Linked DNA regions of Sus scrofa: all the other regions are linked to region 4. A link is a contact called in public Hi-C and HiChIP or PLAC-seq data. All regions are on one chromosome and are shown on one strand. The core of a region is the stretch at or near the end of the contact, and the rest is flanking DNA. Distances in the headings are between cores, read along the strand shown. Region 1 overlaps PFKFB3 (6-phosphofructo-2-kinase/fructose-2,6-bisphosphatase 3). Region 2 overlaps PFKFB3 (6-phosphofructo-2-kinase/fructose-2,6-bisphosphatase 3). Region 3 holds the start of RBM17 (splicing factor 45). Region 4 has its middle 200 kb from the start of PFKFB3.

Region 1 (6,442 bases), core at 2,225-4,724, 180 kb before region 4:
GCAACTTTTCCAGAGTCACTGGGCGTTGCAGCTGCCCGGCTTGGGAGCTCCCAGCCTCGAGGTCTCGGGTGTTGCTGACTCCGATGGCTCTAAATCAGCTCTGATGCCTTCTTTTGGGGTGTCGCCTCGAGGTTTGGTCTCCATTGCCTCGCTCCTTCACGGCTCACCTTCTAACAAGGCAAATGCTTCTTTTTCATTTTTTTCATTTCAACTGTTATTATTTTGTCTGTTCAGGGCCGTACCCAGAGCCCACGGAAGTTCCCAAGCCCACATCTGCAGTTTACACCACAGCTCACGGCAATGCTGGGTCCATAACCCCCTGAGTGAGGACAGGGATCCAACCCTCATCCTCATGGATCCTAGTCGGGTTCGTTACTCCTGAGCCACCAAGGGGACGCCTCCTCCTGAAAGTTCGAGAACCACTGCAGGGTCTGTGGGACAAACGGACAGGACAGGCCTCGCTGGCCTCCTGCGACAGAGGAGACACTAGATGCTTCAATGACAGCAGAACTGGCCAGAAGGAGGCCTAGGTTTCAAGAGACCTTTTCTGTGACTCACTGAACTTCCTCGTAATCAACGTCCACCGTGTTCTTTGATCCGCAACAGAAATGGCAGAATCTGCTCTCCTCAAAGTCAGTTATAAAGTGGCTCCTCTGGGAGTGCCCTTTGTGGCTCAGTGGCTTAAGAACCTGACTAGTATCCACGAAGATACACATTCGATCCCTGGCCTCGTTCAGCGGGTAAAGGATCCTGTGTTGCCGTGGCTGTGCTGTAGGCTGGCAGCTGCAGCTCCCATTCACCCCCGAGCCTGGGAACCTCCATTATGCTGCAGGTGTGGCCCTCAAAAGACAAATAAAAATCATAAATCCACCCTTCCCTCTCTCCTTCCTGTCCAGGGCCGGAGAGCTATTCCTTTCCTTCCCCCCGTGCTATATTTATGGTGTTTCTGGGAATTTAAAAAAAAAAAATCTTGAATCTCCTTTTTCCTGGTATGATTAATTTAGAAAACAAAGTCCCTCGGGATGACTGTCTGGTTCCCCACGAGCGATGGCAGTGCGTCGATCATAAATCCAGTGCACAACCGGGGGCTGATCTCACGTCTTCTGGGGCCTTAAAAAAAAACATCTGCATAGCTGGGGGTCCGGAGAAAACAAAATTAGCAAATACTTTATGTTCTTTCTGTATTTGCCAGTCGTTTCACAACGCCTGTATACGCCTTTGCAAATAACAAGGAGGGTTTTTGAAGGTAAACATTTGGGGCACGAGGTGTAGAACCCCCATGCCTGCCAGCCCCTCTGAGCAGCAGGCTTGTCCTCATCCCCAGTCACAGGAGCAGATAAGCCACAGGCAGCACCTAAAAAGGAGGAGAAAGGAAAAGAAAAAAAAATATGTGAGGAAAACCAGCATCAGAAGAGAAACCGCAAGTGTAACATGTATGAACCATCAAGACACAGAGTGCGCAGCGGACACAGGACACAGAGTCAGACGTGTAGGGCTGATGAATGATCACAGCTGAGGTCAAAGTGTCATGAAGAGGCGGCAGCTGCAGCCTTGCTTCAGGGCGTGGTCCCCATGGCCCTGACCGGGGGGCTTGTTAGAGATGCAGACCACGCCTCACCCTGGCGTGACTAGAACAGAACCCCAGTTCCCCAAGATCCACAGGTGATGTGTTTACCCACTGATGTCCTTGGAGCACTGAGCTAGAGCGCCTGGCGTCTGAAACTTGGATGGTTGGAAGAAAGAAAAAAGAAAGATTGGTGGACTGCCCAGCAGACGTAGATTTAGCTGAACTGAGCTGAACCGGTGGCTTTTAGTGAGTCAACTACACGGGTGAGGGGGTCTCAGTGTTGCAGCTGAGCTCTCGGCAAAAGCAGACATTAGGAGAAAATGAAGAAATATTTTCCCCTTGGAATCCTGTACTTAGTATATAATCTGCCAGTGAAACGAGAGTAAAATGGATACCTTTAGGAGGGCAAAGATTCAGAAAAGTTACCACCCTGGAGCCTCGGGCAGGGTGGGGGCCTGGGAGTGAAGGGGGACCATGGATGAGGGAGGTTATCTGACAGAATAGCAGGAAGCCCAGAGGAAATAAAGAATTACCGTTATAAGATACAAGGAAGAGGAGTGAATAATGAAATAGCAAACCTAGATTAGTTTTCAGGAACTCCTGGTGTATAATTTTAAAATATTTATAACGACTATAAAATGTTTAGTTGTAAATATTTAAAATATGTATAACATAATTTAAAATATTTAGTTTTAATTATTTAAGAGTTATGGTAATATCCTAGGTAATCTCAAAGCAGAAGGTGGCAGAGGGCAGTGAAGACGGAGGAATAAAAGCCTATGTGGACTGGATGTCAACGTTTCCCTCGTACAAACCGAAAGGAGAGGAAAGATGATTTTCCCTCTCCCCTTCTAGGTCTTAAACCCACAAAGATCCCTATCTGGGGACGTGAAAAGGCTGCCGGGCAGCTGAGGCTTATACACCCTCCTGAGCTAAGCACAGGGAAGGGGTCTGGGGCCTTCCCAGGGGAGGAAAGCAATTCACTAGGAGGTGGCAGAGGAAAGGTGTCATTAACAAAGTGTGGTGTCGACCCCGCCCTACAGCCAAGTCTCTAAGGTGAGGAACAGGCTCCCTTTCTAATGTAAATTTCCCTTACAAAAGGGTAGCCTCTCTGTTTTCGAAGCTTCTCCCGGGTCCGCAGTTTCGCAAAAATAACCAGCTCAAAATAACCCTTATGCCAAGAGGCATATTTTGGGGCGGCTATTCCGCCGCCCAGGACACACCTCCCGGCCCCTGACTCTGGGGATGGAGGTGGCCGGGGTCGTGGGATAAGGAGGGCCAGGCGGAGGGCGGGTCTCTGCGGCGTCTCCCGGCGGGGAGGCCCGGGAGGAGCCTGCAGGTGCTCGCCGCCCTGCCCCAGCCGCCAGCCACCGCCTCGCCCGCCGGGGGCTGCTGTCCGGCGCGAGTTCAGCTGCGCCGGGCCTCCGGGGAGAGGTCACTCCGGGACACGCGGCGGCGGCGGCCCAGGGAGGGCGGGGCCTGGCAGGGGCGGGGCCGGGCGGGCGGGCCGGCGCGCGGATTGGCTGCAGGCGCGGCGCACGGGCTGGTCAGCGCGCGCCCCGCCCCGCCCCACCGCGCTGCACGCCGCGTTCACGTGGCGCCACCCCAGCCTGCCCCGCGGCGCGGGTGCTGCACGTGGGCGCGGCGTGCATCCCGCGCTGCCGGCGGGCGCCCAGGGCTGGCTTCGCGTTTCCCCTCCCCGCGGCCTCGTTTCCCTTTCCGGCCAGGGGGTTTTTCCGAGAAGGCCTGGGAGCGGCCGTGGGTTGTCAAACCGCCCGAGGAAATAGGCCGGCAGGTGGCTCGCCGAATCCAGGGCGGGGCGGCATGCGCGCCGCTGAAAGGGAGGGGGAGCCGGGAGGCAGGCGAAAGAGTGGGAGGCTGCGTTAGCGCATGCTGTGTTTTTATCTAGCGGAGGTAAACAGTGCAAGTGCCTGGCGTTGTTTTTTCCTGCCTGGCAGAGAGGTACCAGACCCGCTGGTGCTGGACGTGATGTTCCCTTTAACAGTATGTAAACAGCCCGCACAGCCGCCCTGGGGAAACGCATCCCGAGGGTGGGTGGGGGGGCGCTCAGTGAACCCCGGAAACTGCCGGCACCTCTTGCATGAAAGCTCTCCCGGCCCCTAGGTTCCCCAGGTGCCGAGCTGCGAAACTCCGCTTCCCTCCTCCAGGGCCTAGAATGAACCGGGATCCTGGTCATGCCTGGCCCTTCCTTAAGGGGGTATGGAGTTAACCTTCAGAGAGTGACTCAGCTAGTGGAGGGTCTGGAAACCACGTCATGTGAGGAGGGGTTGAAGAACTGGGGTGTTTAGCCTACTCAGGACAGGCCCCAGGCTCACCTGAGCCCAGATAGAAATATGTGAAGGGCTCTCAGGTGAACAAGAGATTGCACTGGGCTCGTACTGCCTGAGGGGCAGAGGGACAGAACAGAGATGTTTACGAGAGGGGAATTTCAGGTCAATTACAGAGAAGGGGCACGAAAGAACGTTGTTGGAGTTTTCTCCAGGAATCTGGTACAGCGAGGCGTTTCCATATCAGAAGAAAAATGGTGGAGCCAAGATGCAGGCCCTGATCTGCCAGGCTCCCCTAGCCTTTGCCTTTTCGTGATGCATCCGTCTTAGCAGAGTGGGGGTAATGTCAGTGCCACAGAGCTTCTGCTCTGATAGGGTGCCCTGAACTAGAAGACTCATCAGGCCCTGCTAACTGTGTCACCTACTCTCTACCTCGGACGAAGGGGGAGGTTGTCCTGGGCTGGACAAGGATGCCAGGGCTCCCTGAGAAGAAGGTGGCTCACCAGCTCATCAGCAAGTCCGCTTTTCCAGCAGGGGCACACCTCTGATCCATTGTCCCGCCACACTTGTTAAAACAGTCTTCACTTTGAGTCCAACACAGGCGATCACAGTATCCAACTGCCCCCACCGTTGTTCCTGCTTCCTGCCCCTTTTGAAACTGACAGCACAGACGTCTGAACCCAGCCAGGACACAGATTGGGACTTAAACCCACAGTTTTGTTTTTTGTTGTTTTTTTTTTTTTTTTTTTTTTTTCTTTTTGCCATTTCTTGGGCCGCTCCCGCGGCATATGGAGGTTCCCAGGCTAGGGGTCGAATCGGAGCTGTAGCCACCAGCCTACGCCAGAGCCACAGCAACGCGGGATCCGAGCCGCATCTGTGACCTACATCACAGCTCACGGCAACGCCGGAACCTTGACCCACTGAGCAAGGGCAGGGACCGAACCCGCAACCTCATGGTTCCTAGTCGGATTCGTTAACCACTGCACCTCGCCGGGAACTCCAAACCCACAGTTTTAAATTAGAATCGCTCACCCCGTGTCTGGACTCACTGAGTTCAGGTCCCTCCTGTCCCCTCGCAGAAGGATTCAGCGAGAGACGAAGTGATGGGCAAGAAATAGATTATTAGGGTAGGACGCTTGTGAGAGATGCCAGCGGGCAGGCACGGAAGCTCTGCCCTGAGGATCTGGTGGGCTACAGCTTTATCCTTCAAGGGGCCTGGGGGTCGGAAAGGCCCGCCTCTTCCTTTCTGGGAGTAGCAGCTCCTCCTTGGTCTCTGTAAGGTGTGTATGCAGATCCGCACAGGGTGGTCCTCAAACTCCCGCCCTTGGTCTGAGTCTGAATCCAGGCCTCAGCCCATCCCCCACCCACGACCTGAGGCCGTTCTCGCGCCTCCACTAGTCAAGCAAGCCTGCCTTGTGCGGAGGGCTTTTTTGAGCAATTTATTAACTTACAGTGATGTCCCAAAGTCCCTTAATAAGTTCCACATCAGGACCTCTACGACTACCTGTGCCCACTCCATCCCTGTTACTTTTGTCACATCTGCCACTCTCTTATCTACTCCATGTGCTTAGACCTGGCTGTTAGTGGGAGCAACCAGGGAGGAGCTGGGGGCTGGGGGAGCGAGTGACTCTGACCTGAGTGCACACCAGCCTGCCAGGCTGCACCCTAAAACTCAGGGGGAGGCACCTGCTGGGCTGGGAGGCTTCACTCTGTGGCCCTCAGTGCCTCATGGTTCAGACTTTGAGCCTGTGGAGAAGATGCGTAGAGGAGGTAGGCCCCCCCCCCCCCCCGAGGTCCCAGGTCCACTTTGTGGATTCTTGATTTCATGCTTGCTTTCTTTCCTTTTTCTTTTCTTTTTCTTTTTTTTTTTCTAGGGCCCCACCTGTAGCATGTAGAAGTTCTCAGGCTAGGGGTCGAATCAGAGCTTCAGGTGAGACCGACACCACAGCCACAGCAGTGCCGGGTCTGAGCCATGTCTTCAGCCTACACCACAACTCATGGCAACGCTGGATCCTTAACCCGCTGAGCAAGGCCAGGGATCAAACCCACATCCTCATGGATCCTCATTGGCTTTGTTACTGCTGAGCCATGACGGGAACTCGGTTCCTGCTTTCTGAAAAGACACGAGCACTTGAGTTGATGTTTGTCTCTGCTGCCTTTATTTATTTATTTATTTATCGTCTTTTTGTCTTTTCTAGGGCCGCACCCACGGCATATGGAGGTTCCCAGACTAGGGGTCAAATCAGAGCTATAGCTCCCAGCCTACACCACAGTCACAGCAACACGGGAGCCGAGCCGCATCTGCGACCTACACCACAGCTCACGGCAACGCCAGATCCTTCGCCCATTGAGCAAGGCCAGGGCTTGAACCTGCAACCTCATGGCTCCTCGTTGGATTCATTCGTTAACCACTGAGCCACGACGGGAACTCCTCTGCTGCCTTTAAATTGTTCAGTGTGTCCTATTTTAGTATCTTTGGGAAGGAGGTAAAGATATGAAGTGTGTATAAAGAGGCCATGTCTTGTTTTTCTTGGATCTCCAGGGGACCTGGTTACAGTTTTTAGTCAAAGATCCAGCCAGAAAATAA
Region 2 (5,787 bases), core at 2,764-5,263, 140 kb before region 4:
AATATGTATTATTACTTTTTTATTACTATTTTTTTAGGGCTGCACCTGCCGCATTCAGAAGTTCCCGGGCTAGAGTTTGAATCAGAGCCGCAGCTGCATGTCTATACCACAGCCACAGCAACACCAGATCCGAGCCATGTCTGCAACCGACACCGAAGCTTGTGGCACTGCTGGGCCCTTAGCCCACTGAGTGAGGCCAGGGATCCAACCTGAGTCCTCAGGGACGCTGTGTCGGGTTCTTAACCCACTGAGCCACAACAGGAACTCCAAGGTGTTTTTTTGTTTGTTTGCTTGCTTTTTAGGGCCACACCCTTGGCATATGGAGGTTCCCAGACTAGGGGTCTAATCGGAGCTGCAGCTGCTGGCCTACACCACAGCCACAGCAACGTGGGAGCCGAGCCGTGTCTACGACCTACACCACAGCTCATGGCAATGCCGGATCCTTAACCCACTGAGCGAGGCCAGGGATCGAACCCACAACCTCATGGTTACTAGTTGGATTTGCTTCTATTGCACCACAATGGGAACTTCCCAAGATGTATTATTAACCATAGAAATGTGAGGTCTATCAGAGAATTTGATCTGTATCAGAGACAGAGGACTTTTTTTTTTTTTTTTTTTTTTTACCACACATTTTTACTAATAAACTTGGGCATCTTAAAACCTTTCGGAAGTGCACAGAAAGCCCAAGGCTTCCTCCATTTCCTTAATGCTGATACAGTTACAGCTCATAAAAGCCGTTATTTCTCCTTCCATTGGCTCTGCTGTGGCAGCGACCACGTGCCTTTTCTGCATCAGAAAGGAGGGCTGTCCAGGTGTGACAGCCGCAGCAGGAGGGCTGGGACTTTGGGGGGCTGGCTCCCCATCTTCATCTCTAGGTAGCACTTTACCTTGTAGGTTCCTTTGGAAGTTTTTAGTTTATTCATTTGTGTAGCAGTCGAAGATGGCCCTTATGTGCACCTGCTCACCAAATACTAAGTAATTTGGACCTTGTCATCAAAACCGCGTGGATCCAGAATTTGGTTGTTGGCCTTGTTGTTGGGAAGGGGACCCAAGTAATGGAATTGGGAGCCACCAGAAAGAAGACCAGCCTAGTTGGAGGTCTTGTTGGTTATTCCTTGGCTTATTAGCTATGTGATCAGAGGAAAGTAATTTCATATTTCCGAGCCTCGGCTTTATCAGCTCTAAGGGAAAAACGTAGGGGTGTGTTTGTGTGTGTGTGTGTGTGTGTGTGTGGTAGGGACACGATGAAACTCAAAAATGAATTCATACTTCTGACAAGGACCGCATCTCACGTGACTTTAGGGCCCCAGGACAGCTGGCTTGCCGTGACTTCTTGTTGGTTGTAGGAAGAGATGAGAGATGCTGGCTTTGCTTTCCTGTGTGCTCTTGGCCTTGGCAGAGACAAAGAACAATGAGATGGATGTGAAATTCCTAGTTGATCTGCCCCAATTACAGGCCGACTTTGCTTCCAGTCCCAGCATGGACTTGCCCTGAGCCTGCATCCCGCTTAATGGCACCTGACCTGACACCTCCCTTCTTGTTCCATATGTTTGTTCTAACGTGGGTCCCTGTCCGCCTCTGGTCTGTGGGAGCGCTTTCTCTCTCACGCTCAGTGTGAGCCGGAGCTCAGAGCACCGGGATGACAGCTGCGTGATCACCGGTCACCGGCTCCTCTCCTTGGCTGGACTCCAGATTGTTGGGATTCCAGGTGCGACCTGTTCCCTGCAGCGTCTGATGCGCAAGCGACTGCCCGTGAGCATCTAATAAATGTACCAGAAGAGGATGGATGGTGAACGGCTCACCCCTGAGCCTCCTGTCCCTCCAGGAAACACAGGCTCAGCGTGGCTGTCTGCCGTCCTCTGCTGAACTCTGCGTGTGTCTCCTCTTCATTCTGCGTCGTGCATGCAAATTGGTGACCAAGACTACACACCCATTAAAGAAGATTTACGCAAAGCCCAGAAATAGCATCCTCCGCCCCCCAGCGTAAAACACAGCTTGAGCTTGATTCTCTTTGCCCACAGGTGCAGGATTCGTGCAAATTCCGTTTGTATATGTGTATCATTTGCAAGAAGCAGAGGTGTTAGGAACACATGCAAATCACTGAAGAGTTCCTGGCTGCCTTTCTACCCCGTTCCCTTCTCCCTCAATGCCTGGATCTGTCCCATCTGTGCTTTCCTTTTTCTCCCTTGTGTTTCGTCTCAAATTTAAGCAAACGGAGCTAGCGCTGATTTTCAATTTTTGGAGTTTTTGAAAAAAAACTTTTCGTTTTGAAATACAAGAACTTACAAAATAGCATACAGAGTCCCAGGAACCTTTCACCCAGCTTCCTCTAGTGGTGACATCTGACATGACTGTCGTCAAATATCACAACCAGGAAACTGCTGTGGGTTCACGCCTGTTCACTAGCCCACAGGATATCTGATTTTTTTTTTTTTAAAGCACAAATATTTCGAGGTCCTAAAATAATATGTTTACACACAAGGAACCTATGTGTTGATATTGGTGAGGTTGACAGGGGGTGTAAAATAGTCTCAGAGCAGGTGGGATGCTGATGTGAGAACCAAGGGGTGGATTTAAGAGTGTGGTCCCGAGGTCGGGGGTGTGCCCTTGAAAAAGGAAAGGCTGACAGGAAGCGGAGTGACAAGGACGGAGCAGAGGGAGATGGAAACGTGCGGGAAGGCTCAGTAGGGCTTCAGTTGCCACGGTTCCCCCACTATCAGGATGGGGCTGCATACAGCTGTCCTTATAACCCTCATAATGAGATGGGTCAGTCCCCTTATTTGGAGAACAATGTATATAGTATTTGAAGAAAAATAGTGATTTTCCAAAATTTATTTTTTATTTTTTTTTAGAGCACTCGTAGATTCACAGCAAAATTGAGCAGAAGGTACAGCATGCTCATACGCCCCGCCCCGCCAGGCACAGCCGCCCCCATCATCCACATCCCTCGCCAGATGGTACCTTTTTACTGAGAATGAACCTGCACTGACCCGTCGTCATCACCCAGACTCCATGGTTGTCTGTCATTTAGGAGTCCCTGTGGGTGGCGTATGTTCAGCGGGTTTGGACAGGTGCATGAGGTCACGTAACCATCCTTATAATGTCGTACGGAGCAGCTCTGCCCCAAACATCCTCTTTGCTCCACCTGTTCACCCCCCTTGCTCCCTAACCCCTGGGGACCGTTCATCTTTTCCCTCTAGTTGTGTCTTTTCCAGAACATCACAGAGTTGGAATCGTACACTCTGGGGCCTCTTCGGCTTGGCACCTTTCACTTGGTCACCTTAGTTAATGTTCCCCTGTGTCTTTATCATGGCTGGACGGCTCGTTTCTTTTGAACCCTGAATAAGATCCCATGGTCTGCAGGCATCTCAGTTTATTTATCCATCACTTGCTGAAGGATGTCTTGGCTGCTCCCACCTCTTAGCGATTATGAATACAGCTGCCATAAACCTCTGTGTGCGGGTTCCGAACGGGGTTTTCAACCCGCCAGTGTGGCACCGTGCGGCCATCTCTGTCTCTGTTCCCCCTCGTGGCTGCATGACAAGCATTTCATTAAAAAGAAGGAAAAGGCCGCCCTCTCCCCTGTCTTTGGGAGCTAAGGGCTTCTTTCCATCTTTTCTTTGGTGTCTCTCTTCACTCAGACACGGGATGGTTCACCGGCGCGAGTGACGACACTTTGAGTCTAATTAGCAACTCTGATTGCCCGCAGCCTGCCGTGGCTTGTTCTGGCTCCTCTCTCTGGGGCGAAGGGGGCGGTTGCAGCCTGGTCCCGATGCTGAAATCGGCCTCACTGGCTCGGGACCATGGAATTGGGGTTGCCTTTTGCTGTAGGTACAGAAGAGCAGGGCTCCATGACCTTGGCCCGCAGAGGGAACTGCGAAGAGGGCGGCTGGGTCGAAAACCCGCTCCCACGGCCCCTTCTGCGTCTAAACCTAGCCAGCGAATTCTCCTCGACCGCTAGGCACCTCCACCAGGCACTGCCGGGAGAGAAGGCTTCCCTGCCGGCTCCTGCCATCTGCTCAGCTGCTCTGGGTGAGACGGTCTGAGTAGAGGGGGCTCTTCCCTCCCCGGGACTCCACTCAGCACCCCAGCCGGGGTCTGGCTGTGCCCATCCTAGGTCCCCAGGGAGCCATCAGCTGTCCGTGTCAAGTAGGGGGAAAGGTTCCTAACTGGTTGTGTTCCTTGACCTTTGGCCTCGTTCGTACCCCTCTAATCTCTAAACTTCCCTTTACCCATTTAGAGGATGACTGGATCCTCTGGAAGAGCCCTTCCAGCCTTGATAATGCCCAGGACCATGGGTCATAGAATCGACCCCCCCCTCTAGTCCCTGGAGCTGTTCTCATCCTTATGGTAGAGGAACTTTGACATTCTCTGCTGCCTTTTCTGAAGGACGGCGTGCCTGCTCGCCAGATTGGGGAGCTGGTCAAAGCCCCAGAGGTAGTTGGATACCCCGATGGAGTCGTTAACAGAACTAGGGAAAGAAGTGGGTGTCTAAACGGGTCAGCTCTGAACCAGTGCACTCCTGGAGTTCAGATGCAGTTGGGTTGTTTGTAAAGGACTTTGCAGTGAAGCAATTTTATCTTCTACAAGGAAACCCCAGCGTATGCACTTCAGGGTCCCAAGGGCAGCACCACTTCTGGCTGCCCTGCCCCCAGGCTTTTTTAGGGCCACACCCGTGGCATATGGAAGTTCCCAGGCTAGGGGTCAAATCAGAGCTGCAGCTGCCAGCCGATACCACAGCCATAGCAACGCCAGCTCCCAGCTGAGTCTGTGACTTACACCACAGCTCCTGGCAACCCCGGATCCTCAACCCACTGAGCGAGGCAAGGGATCGAACTCGCATCCTCATGGATTCTAGTCGGATTTGTTTCTGCTGTGCCACAATGGGAAGTTCTGTTTTAAAAGTGTGAATTCATCCTTGTCCCACACTCCCTCCCAGTTTGTTTGCACTTGGATATCTGAGGGGGGAGGGGGTGCAACTCGTGTTTGCTGGCCCATCAGGTGCAGGAGGAGGTCCAGGGAACTTGGCCTCTGCTCTGCAGAGGGGATGGCTGAAGCCCTGAGGTGTTATTGACACCCAGGCTGGGCAGGCGCCAGGGCTGGGTGTGGAGTGCGAATGCTTAGTTGGAAGCCCCAGGACGGCCAACTGCTTCAGAGCTGGGCCCTGGTCAGGTGCCATCAGGAGATGAAAGGTGTGCCTTCGCGGTATGGACTGCTCTCCCCCGAGCTGAAACCCACACTTGTTTGCGAGGTTGGAGGGTTGGAAGAATGCCACCCTGTCCTCTTGCCCTGCCACTCAGGGTGCAGAAAAGAATGAGTAGGAAAGTCGCAGGCAGGCGGGCACACTGGGTTCCGCCGAGAGCCAAGGTGTTCGAGCTTGCGGGGTGCAGCAGCCCCTTCCCCGACCCCAGAGAGCTGGGGGCAGCAGGCAGGGCGACCGCTGGCTCGCTGCTCTTTCCCCCTTTGGGTCAGCCCACTCTTATTTCAAGAGTGGAGTGGGACTCCCTGGGGCGTTATAGGATGTCATCGCCGGCATTTGCTCCCGCTGCAGAAAAACAAGTCCAAATGCAATGCACTCAGGTTTCTGAACAGCTGCCGGAGCGCCAAAACCAGACAGTCAGCAAAGCTGTGGGAGGGAGAGCTGGGACTCCGGGGAGAGGGAGGCGGGGGTGGGGGTGGGCCTAGGGCGGGGAGGGGCGGGGGGAGGGGGTCAAGGGCACCCTTTCGGTGGGCGACGCTCGCTCCTCGCCCTGGGGTGCGTCGAAAGTGGGGGATGCTCGGGCG
Region 3 (6,762 bases), core at 1,161-3,660, 250 kb before region 4:
TTTCTTCAGATTGTCTACTGATTCCCTTTAAGATTTTTTTCTTTTGCCCCTTTTCCTAATCATCAGAATTTAGTTAATTATATCCTTTCTTCATATGTTCCTTTGTACTAAGATATGTATTTATTTTCCTTATTATTTTTTGCCATACAGCACCCTATCTGTCTATCTATGTACCTACTTATCTATCTTTGTTTCAGCCAAGCCTGTGGCACGTAGAAGTTCCTAGGCTAGAGATCAAACCTGTGTCACAGAAGACAGCCTGAGCCACTTGATTTATCAGCTTGAAATGTTTAACCCCCATGTATGTTGCAGAACTGAACTTGGGTCGGCTTTGCCTGCAGGCAGTGAAGCTGATCTACTGACACCAAGTGGTGGTGAAGGAAACTACAGCCTCGATCGCTCTGCACCCCACCAGGGGAATGAGCAGCGCGCCCCGCTCCAAAGACCTGAACTCTGCCAAGGCTTTCCGGGAAGGGTTAAAACGCAGTGCCGGGAGGGGGCTGCTGGGTGTGGGGTCAGCTCGAGCACAGTTCTTGGATTGGTGAGCATCAAGGGGAAGGGTCAAGCATCATCAGCCTTCGGAGGTCTCCGTGCTTGCGTCAGCAGTTTTCATCTGGGGGGGGGGGTCTGCTTCCGGTAGGAACAAGTCAGGCATGTGTGTCCTGCCTTTATCTCTGTCTTTCAGGGAACAGGGAGTTTGGTCGGTCTACTATGTGCGGATTTATAGTCCAAATTGTTACCAGTTTCTTGGCCCAATAGCTCTTCTTTGTTTCTGCGTCTTCACATTGTCAGCTTAAAAAAATACACATTGTCGACTCAAAAAAAAAAAAAAAAAAAAAAAAAAAGAAAGCTGAGAGTTAAGTTTTATTTGGGGCAAAATTCGGACCTAGGTCCAGGAGACAGCATCTCAGGTAGTCCTGAGAAACTGCTCCAAGACGGTGAAGAAGGAGCTAGGATACACGGGAGTCTTTTTGCAGCAAAGGGCCGGGAGCAGGAACAAAAGAGTCCTGGGCTCACAGATACCATTCCTTTGATATGCACCTCTGCTGTCGGGGCCTGTATCCTGAGTTTTCACAGCCTGCAGGACTCGCCCGCTCTCACCCTGGGAGGTGACTGCATTCATGGATGACCCTGACATTCTTTGTTTTATCCTTAACTACAGCCCAAGTGGTGGTATTTCAGGTAGCTCTGCAATGCTGCTCCCAAGTGGAAAGGGGGATATCAGAATATGATAAAGAGGAAAGGGGGATACCAGAATACGATAAAGGGGAGGGGAGGTGCATACAGCACACACCCATTTTGCAAAATTTGTTGCTCTCTCCTGAAGGTCACAAGGAGCAGACATCCCCATGAAGGATTTTAGTGTTTTTCTAGATATGAAAATTTGCAAGAATTGGGCACATAAAATCTTCTCCTAAAAATATCTATCTGAAGAACTGTGCTTGCAGTTTTCCCAAAGCACAGAGTGCCTCTCTGATTTTCACCCAGAGTTCTGCTCAGGGGGTGCCGTGGGTTGGCAGGTGCGGTGGCTCATGATTTAATCCATGTAGAGGCTGATGGCAAGTGCCAAACTCCAGTTCACACAAGCATTACCTTTTGAGCCAGCCTTTTTTTTTTTTTTTTTTTTTTTTTTTTGTCTTTTTGCCATTTCTTGGGCCACTCCCGCGGCATATGGAGGTTCCCAGGCTAGGGGTCAAATCGGAGCTGTAGCCACCGGCCTACGCCAGAGCCACAGCAACGCGGGATCCGAGCCGCGTCTGCAACCTACACCACAGCTCACGGGCAACGCCGGATCCTTAACCCACTGAGCAAGGGCAGGGACTGAACCCGCAACCTCATGGTTCCTAGTCGGATTCGTTAACCACTGAGCCACAACGGGAGTTCCCCGAACCAGCCTTTCGAGACTTATGGAAGGCAAAGCCTTTTATTTCAAAGGACAGGGACACAAGGCCTTGCCTACAGTTTTGAACGCAGATGTGAGAATCGTATTTACACAGAACTCCACCTTCTTTTTCCTCCCAGCTTCTGTTATGTCGTTTTTAAACTTTGACGCTTTAGAACATCCACACCCTCCCTGTGTTTCCTTAGTCCTACACTTACTTCAGCGCTTTGGGCCATTTCTTCTGAAGCCCTTCGTTTTCCCAGTCACCTCTCCTATTGTCATTTATTTTCAGCTTTGCCCAAACGGCGGGATGGTTTCGCAGCCCTGCACCAGTCGTCCTCCTCCCGATGGCGGGGAGTGGGAGGGGGTGTTACTGAAATGTGGCAACCTTGCGACACGGCGACATCTTTTGGCGGGAGAGAGGGACGCGGGCGCGGTGGCGGTGCGATGAGGTCCTCCCGCGGACAGGGGGCGCGCGGCGGGGCGGGCGTCCTCGGCGCAGGCGCAGCGCGCCTCTCTCCCAGCCGCACACGCCGTGACCCCGCGCAGCCGCGCGGCCCGCGGACTCTGCGTAGGGGTTGGCGCCGGAGCGGTCCGGCCGTCGGGGGCTGACGCCGAGCGCTCTGCCCGCCGTCTCCGCGGCGCGTCGGCCCCGGTGCGTGGCCGCCCGGGAGCGTCGGCCGGGCGGACCGGGTAAGTGGCGCCCGGGGCAGGGGGCGAGCGCCTCCCGGGCGGCGCTGGACGCGAGGCCGCCGCTTTCGGCCGCGCCGTGAGGGCCGGGGGTCCCAGGCCGTCCCCCGGCCGCCATCCCCTCGCCTCAGGCGGCCTGGCCCCGGCCGACTCTCCGCGTCTCCCTTCGCGCCCCGCCGCCCCTTTCCCTTATTTGCCCGGGTTATCGGGCCCGGTCTCCTCTCCCGGATTCTCATTTTCCGTCTGTGTGTCCTCGTCTCTTCTGGCCCCGCGGGCGTGTTTGGGGAAAGTTGCCCGGTCCGTGACCTGGTGGGCAGGCCTGGGTCACCTGTGGCCCCGAACGCTTGCACCCCTCCCGGTTGGAGGGTGCAGAGGAAGGAAGCCGTTTCCTCCCCCGGCCGCAGAGCGGGGAATCCAGGTGTGGACATCTCTCAGAGACCCGGGTTCACCTGGCCGCGCAGGAAGACGGGACTCCGGCTCTAGCGCTGCCCTCGTCCGTGCAAAGCGGCGTTGCAGCTCTCACGTCCAATCGCCAAGCATCTTTTGAACATCTCCCTTTACCCAGACCATTTGTCAGCAACGAACAGTGGCTGCAAGATAAATAAGCCTCTGTCCTTGCAGTCTGGAAGATTGGTCTTTCGGGAAACAAGCATAAAGGCATGGGTTGATCTGAGGGACTGGAGGGGGGTCTGGAAAGGCTTCCAAGAGGGAAGGAGGCTTATAACTGAACCTTGGAGGTCTTTGGTTCGATGTGCAAGATGGGGGAACGGTTTCCTGCAGAAGAAATAAGTGCGAGAGCGGCAGAGGCCGAGCGTCTTAGCGCGTTTCGGAAACTGCAGCAAAGGCAGAGAGGCTTGAAGAGGGCAGGTCAGGTCAGGTCAAGAAGGTGGGAGAAGTCAGTAGTGGAGAGCCGTGGAAGGGATTTATTGCTAGAGGCAGGCGGATGGGTGGGAAGTAGGACCTTCTGGACGAGGGCGAAACGCAACATCCTCAAGTAGGTGAGGACTGCGTCTCCTCCAACAGAGTTTTTAAAGAGTGCGAGTCAATTTCCAGTTTTATGGGGTGAAGGACACAGACGTTTTGATTATAAAACACAAAGACATTTTGGGAGTGTAGGATATTAGTAACTTAAACTGAGGGTGTTTTCTTTTTAGAACCTTATCAAGAGATGGACGCGGTGCAGTTTAGAACAGTGAGTAGGCTGTGAGCCGGCGGGAGATGTGAGAGGTGTGGGCACTGAGGAGCTGACCCTGGGGCTCTCTGATGGCTGCGGACAGACTTTACAGAAAACAGGAATCTGGAGAACTGTCTTGCGTTTCCAAATGCAACTTTGTAAAGTGGATGTCTCTTTACCTGGCTTGTTTTTTTGTTTTGCTTTTGTTTTTGCCATTTAGAGCCACACCTGTAGCATATGGAGGTTCCCAGGCCAGGGGTCCAATTGGAGCTGCAGCTGCCGGCCTACACCACGGCCATAGCCACACCAGATTCTTAACCCACTGAACCGAGGCCAGGGATCGAATCCGCAGCCTCACGGTTGTTAGTTGGATTCCCTTCTGCCGGGCCACAGTGGGAACTCCTACCTGTCTTGTTTTAAATTACACTCGAGGAGCAGTCAGGGCTGGTACTCCTTCCCCAAGTCTTCCGTACTCGTGGATAGTGAAGGATGCTCTCTTACACACCTGAGTTACAGGTGACTCACGGACACTCCAGCCTATGTACTTGGGCAGTTATAGCGTCTATGAGAATGAATGGAAGTATTAAACTGTGACAAGGGGTCAGAGCTGGAGGTACAGGGAAACATTTAAAAATTCTTTAGGAAGTCACACATCTTACACATGAAGCGATGCCTCTTATTACCTGTCTTTTTTGTTGGCATCAGCATGCACCACCCTCGTGGCCTTTCCTGTTGCTTTGTGTCCATGTGTCTAGCACTTGGCGTGTTCTTTAGGATTCGTTTTTGATTTATGATACATGAATGTCTATTTAGTGATAAAAGGTCTTTTCTTACCATGTCCACTTGTTTAGGTGCTCAGAGCTCAAACTTTGACTCATTATTAGTTGTATGGTGAGGGGAGTTTCTCTCCCATGAATTATGGTGTAAAACTTACGGTGCTTCTATGGGCAAAGACAGAACAGGCCTTACCTTTAAAGGGCTGATGATATAGTGAGAGACACGTGTTCAGGGACAGTTGCTTTTACGTGGGGGGTTGTCACAGAGGCTTCAGAGACGCACTTGAAAGGTGAGTGAGTGGAATGCTTCTGAGAAGATGTCTGTATTCTTTTTCTGCCAGTTGCACATGTGTAAAAAATACTTTGCCAGCTTAGGTAGAATCTTGAAAAATCCTCATTCTTCTGGCAGAACCATGTTTACCGTGTTTCTTTTTAAGGGGAAAAAAAGCATACCTGGAGGGGTTTTTGTTGTTGTTGTTGTTTTTGGGTGCACCTGCAGCATGTTGACGTTTCTGGATCCGGGATTGAACCTGCACTGCAGTTGTGACCGGCGCCACAGTTGTGGCCATGCTGGATCCTGAACCCGCTGTGCCACACAGAGACTTCCTGGAAGATGTGTTAACCGAAGAATGGTGTTTAGAAGTAAATAGTTAGAAGGTTTCTTAAAGACATTATACAAATCAGCTGTTGGTATTTGATCCTAACTTCTTAAAGTATATCAAATGTTAGAAAGTGCTGGATTTTTATTACCTGGCACCAGACTTCATGAAATAAATGCTATATTATCTGAAAGCCGTCACAGCATTAATTAATTTCAGGCCTAACGGCCTTGTCTGTGCACCTGTTACATTTCAGTGTTTGCGCTGGAGTGAGTTGTGTATGATATATTTACATGTGCTTAAGGCAGCTGAATTAAAGATATACCCACCTTCTAAGGAATTGATGCAATAAAGCTTTGTAAATAAAGTTATACAAAAGGAGGGAAGCAAGGAATTAACAGAGCGGGGCTCAAGTTGCTCACCCCTGGGCCGGGGGGATCACTTGAACGGGTTGGGGGCCCTGGGGGTTGAGTGGCTTCTTATCCAGACCATGTCTCTTCTTTTGGGTGGTGAGTCCTCTGCTTGTAGTGTCGTGGTAATTACTTAAAGCAGGTCGTAAGTGTGCAGTAACGAGGGTGCCGTTGCTGTGATTAATCCAGTTCTGTGAATTTGAAGATAAATGAAGAGGAGAAAAGTGAGGAAAGCACTTCTGCGTTTACTGTGATGCGGAGATCTGATTAATAAGCCCCGGGTTACACAAAAGCCAGCGGATGCTGCTAGGGTGACGTCAGTTTCGCGTGTTTAAGGTGTGTTTTTAAAGCGTTTGAGAACGGGAACGGGGAACTTTAAGTGACCCGAAGGTACAGCTGTATAATAACTTCCAAAGCTTGCGGAGCGCGGCAGGTCCCGTGGAATTGTTGACGGGTGAGCTTCCGAGTGCAGTGGAGCTAGAGGAAGTATGGTCTCGTGGACTCTTGTCACTGGATCTGGGTTGTCGTGGCGTTTATGATGGCCTGGATTAAAACGGTGGCTTCTGGGGTGGACCTGGGGCGTTCCCTGTGGAACCTGGAAGACGGGGTGGGATGTCAGCCGTGCTTAGTTAGGTCACGGCTGCACTCGGCGCGCTCGTTCTTGACGTAGCCTCAGTGGCTCCCGCGTGGCTCGCGCTTAGAGCTCACAAGACCCGGTTTGTTCGGCACTGAAGGCAAACCGAGGGCACTCCCTGCGGGACACACTCTAGGGGATTGTTGGCACTGTTGTCAGCCGAGCGGGTGGGCTGTCACCCGGGCCTGGAGGAGGAGGCCGCGTAGGCCTGGCGCTGGTGCAGGTGAGTTATGGGGCCGCCGAGGGCTCTGCTGCTCCTCGCCTCCTCCTGTGCTGCCGCGGGCCTTTCATGTCCAAGTCTCAGCTCAGGGCTTTTAGCAGCCTGAGGGTTCAGACATCCGGGAAGGGGGAAGACTGAACGGTGCTGGCGCGCGGGCAGAGAGCTGCGCGGAGGGAGTGGGTCACCGCTGCTCCTTCGGCCCCGGGGCGCCTTAGAGAATGGAGAAGCTTTGCCCAGGGTCAGACAGTACGACCCGGGAAATTAAATGTTTCCCTTCTTGACTCTGTGACCTTCCCTCCCCGAGACACACACGAGCACAGGAGTTGTGTGGCATGATTTCAGTGCAGGATGCGGTCCGAGCCTGGGAACTGACAGAT
Region 4 (6,170 bases), core at 2,605-5,104:
TGTCCTGGAGGAGCAGGGACCCTTTAAAAGCTCAAGCTTCTTCCCTTGTGCCCAATTGTAAAGATCTTTTAAAAAATACACTTTATTTTTTAGAGCCGTTTTACTTTCACAGCAAAATTGACGGCAAAGTACAGAGATTTCCATGTCCCCAGTGTCCTCCCCCTCCCCCATCAACACCCTCTGCCAGGTTCGCTTGTTACAACTGATGCACCTACACTGACGTCATCACCACCGTCGGAGTCCAGAGCGGATGGTAGGGGCCTCTCCTGATGTTGCCCATACTGTGTGTTGGACAGATGTATGTATAATTTCGCGTATCTTTTCACTACAGAGTCACACAGAGAAACTTTGCTGCCTTAAAACACCCTCTCGGCTCCACCTCTTCCTCTCTCCCTGCAAGAGTCCCTGGCAGCCACCCACCCTTTTGCTGTCTCCATAGTTTTGCCTTTTGCACAATGTCCCATAGTTGGAATCATATACAGTGTAGCTTTTCAGATTGGCATCTCCATTTTTCTCTGTGTGTTTTCTTGGACCGACAGCTCATTTCGTTTCAATGCTGAATAACATTCCATTGTCTGGATGCAGCTCAGTTTATTTATCATCACCTACTGAAGGACATCTCGGTGGCTTCCAAGCTTTGGCAGTTATGGATAAAGCTGCTGTAAACATCTGTGTGCTGGTTTTTTGTGTGGACCTGAGTTTCCGGCTCATTTGGGTAGATACCAAGGAGCACAGTTAATGGATTGTGTGGCAGGGGTGTGTTTAGTTTGGTAAGACACTGCCAAACGGTCTTCCAAAGTGGCTGCACCCTGCTGCATTCCCACTGGCCATGAATGAGAGTTCCTGCTCCCTCCGCATCCTCACCAGCGCTGGGTGTCCCCAGGGTTCTGGATTTTGGCCATTTTAATGTGAAGGCTTTTGTGCTAATTTTTAAACTGTCATTTAAACCATCCAAACAGAACTCTTTCCCTCACTTATTTGTGTTATGGGGGAGAAGGAAAGGAATAAGCGGGTGCTTTTAAAGGAAGGAATTTCTCACCTGGCTGGGGGGATGCGCATAACATCCTGTCAAACTGGGGGAAATTGACACCCTGCTCAGGAACCGACCGAACTGGAGACAGATTCTCTTCTCCATCCTTGAGATTTGCAGGCACATGGATGCTGTGATTTTTCTGTGCAACTTCAGTGTTTTTCTTTACATGTAAACTCTACCACAGGGGCTTCAAGGTCAGAGCAGAGAGTGGAGAGATGCCAGGCTCTCCTCCCTGTTGGTGCTGAGCAGCCCGGCTCCACGCTGCCCAAGCCGATGACAATATCTGCTCCACCCTTTTCCTTTCTCCTCCCTGCCTCTTCCACCCTGTGCATCTGCCCAAGACCTATCTATTCTTTGAAGCCCAGCAGGCTTCCCTGGGCAGCACAACGGATTGTATTGGTTTCCTTCTCTGAGTCCCTAGAGCTTTTTAAATGAGAAAATCCTGTGCCTCTATTTATTATGTTCTGTCGGAAGTTCTTTGTTCCTCTGCTGCTGCCTGGTGAAATCTCGCTCAGCTTTAAATGCACAACCAGGATGTCGTTTCCTATGTGCATAAGCCTTACTCCATCCCGTAGAAGCAGAAAAATGTGCTCTGCTCTAGCCCTTCAGTCGCACCATCGTTACAGAGCTGTGTTGGCAAAGCACCTCAAAACAAACAAACAAACAAACACACACACACACAACAGAACCCAGAGCAGCAAGAGCAGAGTCCTGGTGGGAAATGGTTGCCAATTTCTGCAGTGTAAATTCTCCCACATGGCGGCTGTCAAGCCGTCAATGTGGCATTCTGGATGCAGAGTTGGGAAGAGTGGTTGTCACAGAGGCTGCCAGGGTCTTTAGGGCGTGGAGGTGGGGAGCCCCATCTTGGTCTCTTTGGTGACTCGTGTCTGGTCCTGGGTTCCGCACATGGTAAGTGCTTCGTGTACATCTGCTGCTAGATACTTACCATGTGCATGACCAGCTGCTCACTGCATCCTCTGGCTTGTCCAGTGAGGAGCAGGACAAGTGTTATACACAGACTGTCTTCCTTCTGGAAGCAGAGACAGGGGTCTGCAGCCTGTTACATCCAGCACCTCCCACTTCTCCACCTGCTTGCCTCTCAGGGGTCAAGGTTCACATTCATCTGAAAAGGAGCTACGACTGGCGCTGTGGGTGCAGGGTGGTTCCACTGGCGCTGAAAGGTTATCCAAGAGGAGGGGACAGAAACGCCGTGGCCACTGCTGCAAAAACAAGTTGCGAAAAGCATATCAGGCCAGAACTAAGCTGGCGCTCTCTGCCGAGTTGCTGGGACTGGGTCAGCTGACAATTCTGATTTTCTAATTGGAAGGCCCTCGGGGAACGGCGTGCACACCGGAGGTCGGGCTTGTGGCCACAAGGAGGAAGGGGTGCAGCTGGCCCGCAGAGGATGTCCGCCCAGCCACAGCCCATTTCGTTCTGCCTGCTCCTCTGCTCCTTTCCATTCCCGTTTGGCTTTGGCTCAGGGTTTGGGGCTGGGGCTAAGGTTTCATGATCCTTGGCAGCTGGGCAGACTTTAAACAAGGAGAGCTTCTCCTTGGGCACGTGGCTTCGCATTAAGGACATGTTGGCCTCGGGCTGTTGTTTTTTCCTTCCTAGGCACTTAGGTTGGAGAGACTTGGTCACAACTGTCCCTATAGACAAGGGGCTGTTTTGGACAAAAGGCCCAAGAGGATGACTGGACATTCTAGCAGGAGAGGTGAGAAACAAGAGATCTGGGATCTGGTCCTTGTACCTTGTCATCGTGCAAAATGACCTGACAGTCATTGAGGCAGTATCTGCCTCTGTTTTGCTTTTGACTCTGAGCCCTTTTACCTCCATCTCTGCAAACACATTTTTCTTCTCTGGCTTCAGTCTTTCCTTATTTCAGGAACCCAGTCCTCTCAAGGTGTCCCCATGAAACTTCCTTGGTCTAGCAATCATCTACATGCTAGTATTGCGGTCAGCCATCTACGTGCTAGTAGGAACTGTGGTCATCCATCTACCTGCTAGTAGGAACTGCGGTCAGCCATCTACCTGCTAGTAGGAACTGTGATCAGCCATCTTCCTGCTAGTAGGAACCACGGTCAGCCATCTACCTACTAGTAGGAACTGCGGTCAGCCATCTACCTGCTAGTAGGAACTGCGGTCAGCCATCTACCTGCTAGTATGTACTGTGGTCAGCCATCTACCTGCTAGTATGTACTGTGGTCAGCCATCTACCTGCTAGTATGTACTGCGGTCAGCCATCTACGTGCTAGTAGGAACTGCTGTCAGCCATCTACCTGCTAGTATGAACTGCAGTCAGCCACCACCTGCTAGTATGATTATCTACCTGCTAGTATGAATTGTAGTCAGTCATCTACCTGCTAGTATGAACTGCAGCTAACATTCTACCTCCATATGTGACACTCCATTTAAAATCTTCAAGCTGAGCATTTTCCCAGGTGCTTCCCTGAAAGCCACAAGATAAAACCCAGCCACCTGTGGGTTCTCTGATCCTGTCCCTATAAAAGCACAAGGGGTAGGATGGTGTCATTTAGAAGTGACTGTGTGAAACTCATTGCTCCTTTTACGTTTAGGAAGAATACGTTATTCTCCCACTCCTACTCTTGATAGCTTAAAAAAAGCAAAAAACCCAAAAAATGCCAACATCTCCTTTCTTGAACGTTGAAAGTCTGAGGATGGGGAAGTTGGAAGTTTAGCCCAGACGGCTCTGCAGCTAGAACTAAGTTTCTAAAAATGTGCCCTGTTATATAATGACGGGACGGGATGGAAAAGTACCAGCTGCTGTGAGGCTGGAGACTTTCCTGCTTCTGACTCATTCGGGCAAAAGCTCTTGAATTAAGATGCATCTCAGCAAAGCCAAACAAAACCCATTCATTCTGCAGCTCGATGTTCCCTGGGGGAGCTGGAATGTCTCCAGGGGACGGAGCCCCCCGGGCGTAGTTGTGAAGTTGTAGCCGTTTTCTTGTGGCCCCTGAAGCCTGCTCCTGGGGCCTTCTGCTCCCTTTGAGGTGCCAGTGTCACCCCACTGTGTCCACGGCCCCACCCCCCTACCAGACAAACAGCCTCCGACAGCCCCGACCAGCTGCCCTGGTCAGCATTTGCCTCTTCCCTGTCCTGTGGCCTCTGGCCCTGCTCTGGGCCATACTTGCAACATGTTGTCATTAATTAAATAGCTGGTCAGATCCTTGTCACTGAGTCAGCTCACCAAGAAGCGCACCTTTGAAAAAATAAGAGTGTTTTAGCTCCAAACCGCAAGGAAATGCTTCTGCAAAGATGGAAGTGTTTCCCATCTCAGGACCAATGAGTCTGTGGGGTGGGGGATGTTTTTCTTCCAGTGGAGCCTTGTCGAGGTCCCTGTGATCAGGCGACAGCTACCTTCTCTCCCCCGCCCCCCAGATGCATGTGCAAGAGCCCTGGGGCAAACTCCCCCTTTGCCCCAATCCCTCTCATTGTCCCAGGACTTGAGAGGAATGTACCTGCCATTCTAAATTAGCACCTTTATTTTAGTTTCTTGGAGTGTAGTTGACTTACAATATTTGCCTCAGTTTCAGGTGTACAGCAAAAAAGGGCATCAGTCATACATATAAATATATCCATTCTTTTTTCCCATTGGGTTATTACAAACTATTGAGTGGCTTTCCTTGGGCTACACAGTAGGTTCTCATTAATCATCTATCTTACGCAGTAGTGTGTAGCTAATAAAAATGATATAAAAGAACTTTTTAATTTTTTTAGGGCTGCACGTGAGGCATGTGGAAATTCCCAGGCTAGGGATCAAATCAGCCCTGCAGCTACCAGACACCGCTGCTTGTGGCATGCTGGATCTTTTAACCCACTGAGCAAGGCCTGAGGTCAAACCCTCATCCTCGTAGATTCTAGTCAGGTTCTTAACCCGCTGAGCCACAATGGGAACTCCCCCCCAAAACTTTTTTTATAAAATAGCAACAGACGCACAGATTTCAAAACCAATCTTATGGCTATTGTGGGTGAAACTTTTGGGGGAGGGAAGAATTGGGAGGTGCAAATAGCAAATATAAACTAGCACCTTGGAAGGAACTGGTATATCATGTAACTGCTCCCTTACACGACCAACTCAGGGCAGGCTGGAGAGGTCTGATGGAGGCTTTAAGGGACCAAGGTGACACGTTACTGGGAGGCCTGGTCTGTGGTGGAGAGGGGCACACACAGGGGGCCTGTGGCATGAGAGTGAGGGGAAGAGGGGCACGTTTTCAAATTGGAGCTCAAGCAGAAAGGAAGGTTCTCCGCCAAAGAAGTGGGACCCGCCTCTGTTTCACCATCCCCGCTGGAGGAGGGCGAGGGCAACCCTAGCTTGGAGGGGGGTCCAGGTTAAGGCGCGCTGGCTCCGCCCCCCGGGCTGAGCGTATCCCTCGCAAAACCGAGAATCCGGGAGGGAACGAGGCCCGCGTCTCATATTAGTCGATAACACAAATTCTTAAGGTTTATGTCACCTGTGGAGGCTGGTGAGTGTTCCCTGGATTTGGAGAGCTCTAGACAATGGGGAGAAAGCTTTCCATGCTCACTGGTAAGAAAATCCAAGCTCTATCCAGTTTGGGCGAACCATTTATAGTTGGAACTATATTTAATACTTGCAAAGCAGGGCCTGCCTTACATGGAAGTGAATGGCATTTTAGTGATCAAGCTTCCAAGTCCGCGCTTCCCAGATAGGGTAGCCTTGCCGCTCTCAGATTTAGCACTGGGACTCCCGCTGAGACTCCTGAACCTGAGCCCGGGGTGAGAGCCACTTCCGCCCTCTGCATGATGCGAATCACCGCCTGCCCGGTCCCTCCCACGCAGCTCACACATCCACTTTTGTGCCTCTGGTCCAGGCAGCCCAGGCTTCTCTTGTTTCATTTGATTTGATTTGTTTGTTTGTTTTGTTTTTTTAGGGCCACACAGGGCGGGGTGGGGGGCATATGGAAGTTCCCAGGCTAGGGGTCAAGTCGGAGCTGCAGCTGCCAGCCTACACCACAGGCACAGCAAGGCACGATCCCAGCCACCTCTTCAAGCTACACCCCAGCTCACGGCAACACCAGATCCTGAACCCACTGAGCGGGGCCAGGGATCGAACCTGCATCCTCATGGATACGAGTGGGGTTGGTTACCACTGAGCCAG

Evidence for each region. Hi-C and Micro-C count contacts between places; a contact is called where the count stands out from the background. HiChIP or PLAC-seq counts read pairs in DNA pulled down with a chosen protein or histone mark.
Region 1: a contact with region 4 is called in an H3K27ac HiChIP or PLAC-seq map of skeletal muscle. The contact joins two enhancer-like sites. A contact is called at or near these places in 1 of 47 Hi-C or Micro-C datasets (skeletal muscle) and 2 of 2 datasets of contacts at active chromatin or transcription factors (alveolar macrophages and skeletal muscle).
Region 2: a Hi-C map of retroperitoneal adipose tissue shows a contact between it and region 4, with 2.4 times the contacts expected there. The contact joins two enhancer-like sites. A contact is called at or near these places in 29 of 47 Hi-C or Micro-C datasets (alveolar macrophages, blood, brain and 12 more) and 2 of 2 datasets of contacts at active chromatin or transcription factors (alveolar macrophages and skeletal muscle).
Region 3: a contact with region 4 is called in an H3K27ac HiChIP or PLAC-seq map of alveolar macrophages. The contact joins the promoter of RBM17 here to the enhancer-like site in region 4. A contact is called at or near these places in 2 of 5 promoter capture datasets (fetal skeletal muscle and skeletal muscle), 6 of 47 Hi-C or Micro-C datasets (alveolar macrophages, blood, embryonic fibroblasts and 2 more) and 2 of 2 datasets of contacts at active chromatin or transcription factors (alveolar macrophages and skeletal muscle).

The regions. Positions count from the first base shown.
Region 1 is chr10:64,835,118-64,841,559 of Sscrofa11.1, reverse strand. The region is part of intron 1 of PFKFB3 (6-phosphofructo-2-kinase/fructose-2,6-bisphosphatase 3); the gene reads left to right. Among named protein-coding and RNA genes, the nearest start is that of PFKFB3, 21 kb to the left of the region's middle. Within about 2 kb of position 3,474, at least 67 of the 83 cell types and tissues checked have an H3K27ac peak or open chromatin away from gene starts, as enhancers often do. A contact at or near this core is called in alveolar macrophages and skeletal muscle, where this site is marked.
Region 2 is chr10:64,803,882-64,809,668 of Sscrofa11.1, reverse strand. The region is part of intron 1 of PFKFB3 (6-phosphofructo-2-kinase/fructose-2,6-bisphosphatase 3); the gene reads left to right. Among named protein-coding and RNA genes, the nearest start is that of PFKFB3, 52 kb to the left of the region's middle. Within about 2 kb of position 4,013, at least 1 of the 83 cell types and tissues checked has an H3K27ac peak or open chromatin away from gene starts, as enhancers often do. A contact at or near this core is called in retroperitoneal adipose tissue, where this site is marked.
Region 3 is chr10:64,904,654-64,911,415 of Sscrofa11.1, reverse strand. RBM17 (splicing factor 45) reads left to right here and starts at 2,410. Exons shown (of 12, transcript XM_003130822.6): 1 at 2,410-2,575. LOC110255720 (a long non-coding RNA gene) reads left to right here. Exons shown (of 3, transcript XR_002336422.1): 3 at 313-810.
Region 4 is chr10:64,660,400-64,666,569 of Sscrofa11.1, reverse strand. No RefSeq gene overlaps it. Among named protein-coding and RNA genes, the nearest start is that of PFKFB3, 200 kb to the left of the region's middle. Within about 2 kb of position 3,854, at least 26 of the 83 cell types and tissues checked have an H3K27ac peak or open chromatin away from gene starts, as enhancers often do. A contact at or near this core is called in alveolar macrophages, retroperitoneal adipose tissue and skeletal muscle, where this site is marked.